3 separate regions of the Mus musculus genome follow, and regions 2 and 3 are each linked to region 1. A link is a contact called in public Hi-C data. All regions are on one chromosome and are shown on one strand. Each heading gives the region's core, a stretch centred on a gene start, on an enhancer-like site or on the middle of the called end of the contact. The rest is flanking DNA. Distances are from core to core; before and after follow the strand shown. Region 1 overlaps Gm4832 (predicted gene 4832). Region 2 overlaps Gm31615 (a long non-coding RNA gene). Region 3 holds the start of Fbxo11 (F-box protein 11).

Region 1 (3,388 bases), core at 592-3,091:
GATTTCTAGACTAAGTATGTGTACGAGGGGACTCTGTAATGTATAAGATTTTATAACTATGTGCATGTGGTGGTTTGAATAGGAATGGCTCCCATGGGCTCATAGGTTTGAATGCTTGGTCATTAGGGAGTGATACTACTTGACAGGGATTAGTAAGTGTGGCCTTGTTGGTGTGGTCTTAGAGGAAGTGTGTCACTGGAGACCAGCTTTGAGGTGTCAGTGTCTCTCTCTTCTTGCTGCCTGTAGATCTGGATGTAGAACTCTCAGCTGTTTCTCCAGCAACATGTCTACCTACATGCCACCATGCTTTCCACTATAACAATGGACCTCTGAACTGTAAGCCCCAGTTAAATACTTTCCTTTTTAAGAGTTGTCACGGTCCCTCTTTTCCTCCTCTCCAGCTCCGGAGCTGTAGCCATCATGAATGACACAGTAACCCTTCGGACCAGGAAGTTCATGACCAACCGCCTGCTTCAGAGGAAACAGGTGGTCATTGGTGTCCTTCATCCTGGGAAGGCAACAGTACTAAAGACAGAAATTCGGGAAAAGCTGTCCAGAATGTACAAAACCACACCAGATGTCATCTTTGTATTTGGATACAGAACCCACTTCGGTGGTGGCAAGACCACTGGCTTTGGCATGAGCTATGATTCTTTAGATTATGCTAAGAAGAATGAGCCTAAACACGGACTCGCAAGACATGGCTTTTATGAGAAGAAAAAGACCTCCCGGAAACAGCGAAAGGAACGTAAGAACAGAATAAAGAAGGTCAAGGGCACAACGAAGGCCAATGATGGTGCTGGCAAAAAGCAAAAGGAGTAGATCTGCGGTGACTCGATGTTTTGCTGTGATGTGCAGATTTCTGAGAGGACAAATAAACTAAAAATAATTTCTACAAAAAAAAAAAGACTTGTCATGGTCATGTTGTCTCTTCATAGCAAAGGAATACTAAGACAGTAATAAGATATTTGTTCAAAGAGATTGATTTGTAGCCTTGTCTTAAACTCATAAGTCCTTTCTTTCTGAAGAGGACAGGGTGGGAATTCAGAGCAAAGCAGGAGGGTGTCTGCTCTCCTGAAGGCCATGGACCCAGCCATTTGTCTCCTGTGTCCAGCAGATGCACAACTTCCTTCAAGAGATCATAGCGTAAAAATACTCCCTGGAGGGGGCTGGAGAGATGACTCAGCGGTTAATAGCACTGACTGCTTCCCCAAAGGTCCTGAACTCAAATCTCAGCAACCACACGCCACCTGTAATGAGATCTGACACCCTGGTGCATCTGAAGTCAGCTACAGTGTACTTACGAATAATAATAAATAAATCTTTGGGCTGGAGTGAGCAGGGACTGAGCAAGCACTGGAGTGAACAGGACCAACCAGAGTGAGCAGAGGTCCTAAATTCAAATTCCCAGCAACCACATGATGGCTTACAACCATCAGTACAGCTACATGTACTCATATACATAAAATAAATAAATAAATCTTTTTTAAAAAGTACTCCCTGGAGTCTACAATATACAACTTAAAAAAAAAAAAAGTTGCTGCCGCTCATGTGAGCAGGGTCTCTTGTTTAATGTCTTGTGTAATCACCACGTGCTGGGTAACGGCTACATTAAATCTCACCTTCTGGGAAAGCTCATTGTCTTTTATCAACTTGAACGATGACTAGCAAAAATCCATAGCCTTCTGCGCCCCTTCTGCAAGGCATTCCTTCTGCGCTGCACCCTCTTTATAGGGAGTAAAGTGTGCATTTCTTGAACTGTAATTGGCCAGGAGTGTCATGGGTTATTCGGAAGACTTGGTCAGGGGGAACCCTGAAGACAACAGGCTCTTACAGTGCAGCTGAGAGCCACGTACTCTGCTTTCTTCACACCAGGAATGCATGCAACCTCAGACCTAGCAGGCAAGATTTCCCAACCTCATGACTTCAGGGCATTATGTTCTGCCAGGGGTTGGCACTGGGAAGGGAAGATTGGTCCAAAGCATAAGGAGGTTAGGTATTTAAGTTTGTTGGGAAAAGTATCCCGACTAAAATGTTAAAGGAAGCTTTTTTACAGTTTATTAGTCCCTGTGTTAGAAATTTGCCCCACTGAGGCAGATAAGTCACCGGTATTCCTTCTGCTGTTGTCCAGCCTCCAGCACGTGTTCGCCAGCCCAGGTCACCTTTGCAGTCCCCTGTCATTGCGTCCCTGCATTCCTTCTTGAGGGCTTACGTGTGTGTTTGGGCTCACTCTTCTTTCCATAATCTAAGGCATCACAAATCATCATCATCAAACTTAGTTCTGGTCCGGACGTGAAGACGACATCTGCCGGAGTTTTGTACACTTCGGCTACTGGTGCCAATTTCTGCCTTTTGTACTATTGTCTTCCTAGGGTAAAGGACATCCGTGACCATTTGTTTCCTCCAAACTAGACACTTAGTCATGAATTTCCCGGGTCACTCGTGATGACAATGATCCTCCAGCAGCCAAGATGAAAAGAGCCCAATCAGAACGTTCAGGACAGAAAACATAGTGAGTCACCCATGGTGAGGAAATTGCTGTCTCCTCAAAATCATTACGGAGAGGAATCCAGAATCTTCAGTTACCAAGCGAGGTCTGCTTGACAAAGTCCACACCACTAAAACAAATAACAACGAAACCAAGCACCACTTGCAGAAATGGGGTCCAAGAAGGCTTGGTTTCACAGAGCAGCGTGGAGAACAGCGTGCTGCTTTGCGATGCCTGTTGAGACAGAGAGTTTGGGCGAGTTCCTCCCAGAGCTGGATGGTTGGTGTTGTAATGGGAAGCCAGCTCACGAGGACGGCAGAGTGTGGAGAGAAGCGCGGCTCTCCGCATTTTCTCAGTTGTGGTCTGGCAGCCAGGAGACACAGGCCCCACTGATGCAGTCCTCTCCCCTCAGAAGCAGATGAAGGAAGCAGGAGCTCAGGATGCAGGTGCAGAAATACAAGCTGGGCGCTGCAGGAGGCATTGCATGCACATGTCAGCGGCTCGATTTCCCAGGACTGAGAGAATGCTGACAGCCGTATCAGACTGTGGTAACTTCGTCCTTGTCACATGGTGCCATTGGAAGGAGAAATGACCATGGGCTGCCTAGAGGGCAGAAAACTAGTGCTGTCAAACCTTAAGACTAGAAATTCCTCTTGGGATCTCTTGAACCACTGAATAAAGATGTATGTATAAGAACGCTGGCTAGTAATGGTGGCACACTCCTGTAATCTCAGTACTCAGGAATCAGAGGTAGGCAGATCTCTGAGTTCAAGGCCAGCCTGGTCTACAGAGTGAGTTCTAGGACAGCAGGGAATACACTGAGAAACCCTGTCTTTAAAAAACAGACTAAAACAAACCAAAACAAGAATGTTAATCTTAGTATTAAAAGCAAACAAAGCA
Region 2 (3,388 bases), core at 427-2,926, 120 kb after region 1:
AAAAGGCTAACCTGGTCTACAAAGTGAATTCCAGGACAGCAAAGGGCCTGAAACTCTGTCTTGAAACAACCAAATATCTACACATATATAATATAGTTAATTTTTCCTGAATGCCTGTGGTAACAAACAATAAGAGTGATTATCTTGAAAACTATTTGTTGCCCGGTGGTGGTGGCACACGCCTTTAATCCCAGCACTTGGAAGGCAGAGGCAGATGGATTTCTGAGTTTGAGGCCAGCCTGGTCTACAGAATGAGTTCCAGGACAGCCTGGGCTACACAGAGAAACCCTGTCCCGAAAATCCAAACAAAGAAAGAAAGAAAAAGAAAGAAAGAAAGAAAGAAAGAAAGAAAGAAAGAAAGAAAGAGAGCTATTTGTTCTCTAGATCAAAATATATCCATCTTACTAATGTTACTACTTTTTAAAAACAGAGATTCATTATATACATTTTAGCAGAATACAATAAATACTTATTATACTAAGTAACAATAATCACAATAATTCGACTTGTAAAATAAAATACAATTAAGGTGGCCCAGGTGCCCAGTAATGAGTTTGAAGTAATGACTCATAAGTGCGAAGACTTCCCTGACTGGGTTTCTAACGTGATTACAAGTGGGTCATAAAAGTGAGTGTGAGAAACTAGCTTCCCAAACCAGGATCACCATTTACTGGAATCCATGAGTTCAGAGTAAGGCAGTAATCTTCTGGGGAGAAATGACTACTGTTGACTCATTAATCCAATAACTCTGTACTAATTACAGTGCCTCAGTTTCCCTATTTTATGAAGTTGTCACCTGCCTGCCGCTCAGTTGTGTTTGGAAAGTCCAGGGAGATAATAGTGTGTTTTGAAAATAAGGAATACATTATAAATGCTAAATAATAATAACAATAATAACAGGGAGTCTCTAATGACAGGGGTCCTTTAATAATACTCATCGAGTGTAATAGCATCACTAACCAGTAGGAACAAGACAGAGTGCGTTTGTCTTCTTAATCATCAGTTTGTCTCATGGGAAATTGGTAGAGAGAGGACTGGCGCCTCACACCGAGCCCCCACAGGCTTGCCAACCCGGTGACTCCTGCCCTCCAACTAGCACCTGCTTCGTTTCTCTTTAAGAAGGCGAGCGGTGTAACAGAAAGAAGGGGACAGAGGTATCCCAGCTCACATCCTAAGCCCAGAGAACAGGATTATAAAGTTTCAGTCCATAGCTGGTTGTAGAAAGAAAAGAAAAATAGGCTTGAGACCAAAGAGAGCAAAGGGCTTAGGGGGACGAAGGACCAAGGTAGCCACGAGGTGGCGACAATCCAGCTGGAAAGACCCGCTCGGGTGGCATAGATGGTTCGCAACCGAGGAAGGAACTTCCATAGACACAAAGAAGGGGTCTTCGGAACGGGGAAAAGGCATTTTGTCTGCTTCGCCGGCAGCGTATCGGGAGTTAGACATGACGAAGGCGACCTGGAGAAGGAGCGAGCAGCTCTCTTGTCATTCCTTGGGCTTCCACTTCCCAGGACCGCAGCCCTTGGTGTAGGGAGAATTTTGTGCAAAATCACCCGAAAAAGGTTTGACCCCCTCCTGCCGCCCGGAGGCCAGCCAGATGCTTCCCCGCAGCGACATTCCCAGGATTCCAGCCCGGGAGAGGACGATTTTGAGCCCAGCCACAGGCCTTGGGCCAGTATCTGGCTGCAACTGCGGGTCGGACTTAGCTCGGCAAGGCAAACCGGCCAGCTCACCCGGGGGCCGGGTCCTTGGAGCCCCTTGGGATCCGACCTTGGGGGAGGCTGCACCCTGGCTCTGGAAAGTGCAGCGGCCGTAGGGCGTGCCCGTAGCTCGGCTGCACCGGGTGCCTGGGAAAATGTCCGGAGCTGAGCGAGGCCCAGGGGGTAGGGGTGGGGGGTGGGGGTGCTCTGCTAGTTTTCTTTTGTTTCAGTGTGAATGTGAACACAACCACACCCTCGTTTGTGCTGGGCAGGAGGTAGCTGGCTTTGAAACTCCACTATTAGGAAATTTGAAATAGGGTTGTTAGGAAACTCCCTCGCAATTCTTAGGGCCGTCCTGGGCTGCCGAGCTTGGGCTCTAGCTGTCTGCCTGGTGCCATGCCTAGCCTACTGAGGTGCTACAATCTTTGGCCTGCCTAGAAGCCATGGGCGAATCCATGGCCCTCCCGCTTGGACCATGGTCAGCGATCAGGAAATCCGGGCAAGCTACTCACGGGCCCACCCCTCTGGGGTGTGGGGCGGGAGCCCTTGAGGAACACATGCCCCCGCAGGACTGCCTTATTTAAGCCCCACAGCATCATCACCTGCATTTTGCAGATGAGGGAAGCAAGCCTTTGGTACTGAGTAATTTGCCCGAGAATCTCAACTCTTAGAGGGGCTGGGATTTTACACTGGACCTGCATTTTTCTCCGAAGCCCTAGGCTATCTATGCTGCCTCCTACAGCCCCGCCAAGAGCCAACTGGGAGAAATATAAATAGAGCCAGGAATGAGCTTAAATTTTGGCAGGACAACCGAGGTTATTTTGGACTCTTCTTGCCTTTGAATGCAGACTGGAAAACAGCTAGTGTAAGCTCCACCTTCATCAACAAATGTTTTCCGTTTGTGTTTTATACCAGGAAACTAAGCACTGAGGTATCCCAGCGAACAGGACAGATCATATTAGTGTGTGATTGCACGAGTGTTTGGTGAGCTAATTATTAAGCTGTTAACTGAAAAACTGCCAATCTGGGCACTAGAGGGAGACTCCAGGCAGCAGGAGGAAGGGCAGTGTTCTTGCTGTAGGCAATCCCAGTAGGTTTCCCCTAGCAGGGTGGTTGGTTCCAATCAGATCTCTCCAGTGTTCCCAGCCAGTCTGTGTGCGGGTCAGCTGTGTCATAACCAGAGCAGGGCAGCATCCACTTCTCTGCAGCCTGAGCTCAGGTACCAGAGTTCTCCTTAGTGTTCCCTAGTCCTGGCAGGGTAACTGGGCCTCCTTACACCCTTCCTATACCCAGTGTTGCGCTGGTAAGTGTTCCAAAAACAACAACAAAAACAACAACAACAAAAAACAAACAAACTAACCTAACAAAAAGAAAGACCCTTAGTTTGCAATGAGTGGGTGGGAGGTCTCTACGGTAGAGATCACTTTCCCGGGGGTCACTTTGTATCTCTTCAATCTTACAGACAGGTACACAAATGCTACCCACCACACACATACACTGTCCTGTGCCCTATTGAAAAGTTAGTTTGCTTTCTTTCTTTTTTTTTCTTTCTTTTTTTTTTTTTTTTTTGGTTTTTTCGAGAACCTACATAGCCCTGGCTGTCCTGGAACTCACTTTGTAGACCAGGCTGGCCTCGAACTCAGAAATCCACCTGCCACTGCCTCCCGAGTGCTGGGACTGGCTGTTGT
Region 3 (3,388 bases), core at 595-3,094, 66 kb before region 1:
AAGGGGCCCGTTCTACGGCGAGGGTGCTCAAACCCACCCGGAGACCGAGGGGAGCACCGTGGCGTAGTGGGTTGGAGAGGAAAGGGGGACGACACAGCGGAAGGGTAACTGCACTGCACACGAGGGAGGGGGCTGGAAATGGCCGATAGCTTCTATATTTATTTATTTAAAGGTATTGATTTAACGGGTTCTTCCCCGGGGTTCTGTAACTAAAGGCAAACTGTGCAGCAAAGATGTTGTGGTCGAGAGAGGGGCCGAGGCTCCCCCTGCCCTGCGACCTGGAAGGGGGCACGCAAGTTCCCCAGCCAGCGCGGCGGACCACTCCGGCGCTCCTCTCCCCCTCCTCCAGGGCAAGGGGGAGCCCACAGAGAAGGGGAAAACAAGTTCCCCGGCCAGCCTCACCGCCCCACGCAGCCAGCCGTCCCCCCACCTACCACGAGAAAGGGGGAGCCCAGATCGAGCCAGGCGCAGAAAGGGGGGAAATCCCACCCTCCTGCCCGCCCCCGGCCGCGAACAGACTCCCGTGGGGTGGGCGAGCCAGCCGGGAAGCCCCAAGGAGGGGTGGGGACGGAGGGTGCCAGCCCCGAAACCAAACAAAGCGCGGCCTGAGCCGCAGCCCGGGCGGATCGCGCAGCCGCGGCTTTTCCTGCCGGCCAGGCCCGGCCGGGCCGGGCCCAGGCGAACACTGCGGCACGGTGGGACCCGCCTCCGCTCGGCCTCCGTCTCCCACCCCGGGCGCGCCGCCGCCGCCGCCGCCGCCCCCGCCCGGCCTCCCGCCCGCCCAGCCAGGCCCCGAGCGCGGCCTTACCCCTCTCGCCGGCGTTGTTCCGATCCTGAGGCGGCGGCGGAGGCGGCGGGGGCGGCGGCGGGGGCTGCTGCTGCGGCGGCGGCGGGGGCTGCTGCTGCGGCGGCTGCTGGGGCGGCTGCGGCGGCGGCTGTTGCTGAGGCGGCTGCGGCGGCGGCTGCTGCGGGGGCTGCTGCTGCTGCTGTTGCACCGGGCGCGGCCGCGACACTCGCCTGGGTCTCCGGTTGGCGGCTCGGACGGAGTTCATTTGCCGGGCTGAGGTGGCGGCGTTGGCGGAGGGACACACACACTCACGCGCACACGCACCGCGAGCTCCGGGGCCGGGGAGGAAGGGGGTGGGGAGCGGGAAGGAGCGGGGCGGCCGGGGACGCGGGGACCGGGGGGCCACCGGGCGTGAGCTTCCCCCGGCTCCGCGGGGAGGCTGGGGGCACCACCGGAGCTTGAGCGAGGCCCGCCGGCCGGGCCTGGCGCACGGGCAAGGCCGAGGCCGCCGGGCGGGGCGGCCGCGAGGGACGCAGACAGAGAGACGGGCCGGGCAAGAGAAAGAAAGAAAGGGCGTCCGTCCGCCTGGGGAGCCCGAGGCGAAGCGCGGCGGCGGCCGAGCAGACGAGCCGGGCCCGCCGACTCCCGAGCGGCGTCTCCGGCAGCGGCGGCGGCGGGGGGAGTGGGCGGACGGGCGATCTCGGAGAGGGCGAGCCGAGCGGGGCGGGAGCGCGCGGGGGGCGCCCGGCTCCTCCGTTCCTCGTCCTCCCCCCACACCCCCTGAAAGAGCGCCCTGCGAGGAATTTTCTCTTTCTTCGGCCTCTTCTCTCTCCTCCGCCCCCCCCACCCCCACCCTCGGCGAAGGGGAAATGAGTGTAAAAGGGAGGAGATAGGGGCAAAAGAGGCGTCGTCGTTCCTCCTCCTTAAAGGAACCTTCCCTCCTCAGCCCCAGCGCCGCCGCCGCCGCTGCCGCTGCTGCTGCTGCCGCTGCTGCTGCTGCTGCTGCTCCGTGGCAGGAGGAGCCATTGACACCGCCGGAGCCTCTCCGCTCAAGCCCTGTCGGTCCCTCCCCGCCGCGGGGCTGGCCGGGGGGCGCGGGGGGAGGGCCGCGAGCCGGCGGGGGAGGGGCGGGGGCGGGGACAGAGGGGGCGTGGATTCCGGCGGGGCCTGACCAATGGGAAGCGCCCGTACGGTGTCGGAGCCAATGGAGCCTCCTCTCTTATCGCGGAGCCCCCTTCCTCCAACACCCTGTTTCCTCTCTCGGGTTTCCTCCTTCCCCGACGGAGGAGGAGGAGGAGGAAAGAGGAAAGGGGGGAGTGTGGCAGGGCGGGTGATAATGGGGAGGTATCAGGGCATATAATGGAGCCGGGGGTGGGCGAAGGAGCGGCAGTACGTAGCGAAGGTTCTAGGATAGGAGGTGCTCTGAAGGAAGGGCGGGGGCTGCTGATGCAATTGGGAGAAGTGATTAATCCTGCCTTTTGCCGGTTCAGCCTCCCTCCACCCCAACCTTCACCTGGTTCTCTTAAACGCCACAAGGAGTGAGGGACTCCGTCTTGGGTAACTCCGGATTTCTGGGCTCGGTAGGTTCAAGCTCTCAGCTGTAGGGAGCGCTCCAGGCTCTGTGCGTTTTTAGTCCAGCTGAAGGGATTTATTTGCAAACCTTAAGAAATCTTGTTTCGGCTCTGCTGAGAACTTAAGAGAGAGTCTGGAGTCGGTTCCAGCTTTTGTCGCCCAAACTTTCAGAATGTTTTAGATCTTTAACCAAGTTAGTTTGCTTTAGGCTTTTTTTTTGGGGGGGGGGGGGGGGCAAGTGGTCTACATGGTGTTCCGGAAGAAGTAAAATAAAACGGGTGGAGGTTGTGATGGATTATATTGGTTTTGTTTTAGGTCCCACGAAGTCAAGAAAGATAAACCCCCGAGAGGAATAATCTTTTGTATCTGTGTCTGGTCCCCTTAGCACAATCTCTCCCCAAGGAAAATGTGTTTCTATTCCCTGGCCGCCGTTATGAAGACTGAAAATGTACTCCGCTCACTATTCCTTATTGCATAGCTAGTGGTTTATCTCTGGATTCCCTCATTTCGGAGCTGTCAGTGATTTTCTACTTGAATTTCATTGATTGCTTTCTAGGCTTAAGATAGATAAAACATTACAAAGCTTCAGAAAGGGAGGGAGAAAAGTGAATTCTAAGGGACGCACAGGAGAGGTAAGTCTACGGTATTGTGCTATGTGTAAATTACAGATTTTTTTCTTTTTTTCTTTTTTTCTTTTTCTTTTTTTTTTTCTTTTTTCTTTCTTGGTTTTTTGAGACAGAATTTCTCTGTGTAGTCCTGGCTGTCCTGGAACTCATTCTGTAGATCAGGCTGGCCTCTAACTCAGAAATCCGCCTGCCTCTGCCTCCCACGTGCTGGGATTAAAGGCATTCGCCACCACTGTTGGCAAATCACCCTTCTAGATGTCAGACATCTCCTGCCATTTAAATAATAACCTATCATATGATGTACAATTGCTGGGTTTTTTTTTTTCTTTTTTGGTCATGTGATTTTCAAAGACTCACAATCTTTTCAAAACCTGTATGTGAAGACAGCTATTTGAAAAATATC

Evidence for each region. A called contact is a pair of places that touch in the nucleus more often than the background predicts.
Region 2: a Hi-C map of muscle stem cells shows a contact between it and region 1, with 5 times the contacts expected there. The contact joins two enhancer-like sites. A contact is called at or near these places in 1 of 39 promoter capture datasets (the C10 cell line), 2 of 15 datasets of contacts at CTCF or cohesin (CD8 T cells and large pre-B cells), 12 of 484 Hi-C or Micro-C datasets (3T3-L1-derived adipocytes, B cells, the C10 cell line and 9 more) and 4 of 115 datasets of contacts at active chromatin or transcription factors (bone marrow-derived macrophages, embryonic stem cells and fibro-adipogenic progenitors).
Region 3: a contact with region 1 is called in a Hi-C map of muscle stem cells, with 3 times the contacts expected there. The contact joins the promoter of Fbxo11 here to the enhancer-like site in region 1. A contact is called at or near these places in 13 of 39 promoter capture datasets (the 3T3-L1 cell line, 3T3-L1-derived adipocytes, the C10 cell line and 7 more), 1 of 15 datasets of contacts at CTCF or cohesin (CD8 T cells), 11 of 484 Hi-C or Micro-C datasets (the C10 cell line, the HPC-5 cell line, LSK cells and 8 more), 8 of 115 datasets of contacts at active chromatin or transcription factors (CD8 T cells, the HPC-7 cell line, bone marrow-derived macrophages and 3 more) and 1 of 9 other capture datasets (adipose tissue).

The regions. Positions count from the first base shown.
Region 1 is chr17:88,130,295-88,133,682 of GRCm38.p6, forward strand. Gm4832 (predicted gene 4832) reads left to right here. Exons shown (of 2, transcript NM_001190356.2): 2 at 402-889. The coding sequence starts at 421. The coding sequence ends at 822. Among named protein-coding and RNA genes, the nearest start is that of Gm4832, 6.5 kb to the left of the region's middle. Within about 2 kb of position 1,842, at least 100 of the 459 cell types and tissues checked have an H3K27ac peak or open chromatin away from gene starts, as enhancers often do. A contact at or near this core is called in 3T3-L1-derived adipocytes, adipose tissue, adipose-derived mesenchymal stem cells and 6 more, where this site is marked.
Region 2 is chr17:88,254,590-88,257,977 of GRCm38.p6, forward strand. All of the region lies in intron 3 of Gm31615 (a long non-coding RNA gene), which reads right to left. Among named protein-coding and RNA genes, the nearest start is that of 1700116H05Rik, 51 kb to the right of the region's middle. Within about 2 kb of position 1,677, at least 289 of the 459 cell types and tissues checked have an H3K27ac peak or open chromatin away from gene starts, as enhancers often do. A contact at or near this core is called in 3T3-L1-derived adipocytes, bone marrow-derived macrophages, fibro-adipogenic progenitors and 1 more, where this site is marked.
Region 3 is chr17:88,064,201-88,067,588 of GRCm38.p6, forward strand. Fbxo11 (F-box protein 11) reads right to left here and starts at 1,845. Exons shown (of 23, transcript NM_001081034.3): 1 at 809-1,845. The coding sequence starts at 1,052. Gm45950 (a long non-coding RNA gene) reads left to right here and starts at 1,925. Exons shown (of 2, transcript XR_385899.1): 1 at 1,925-2,367.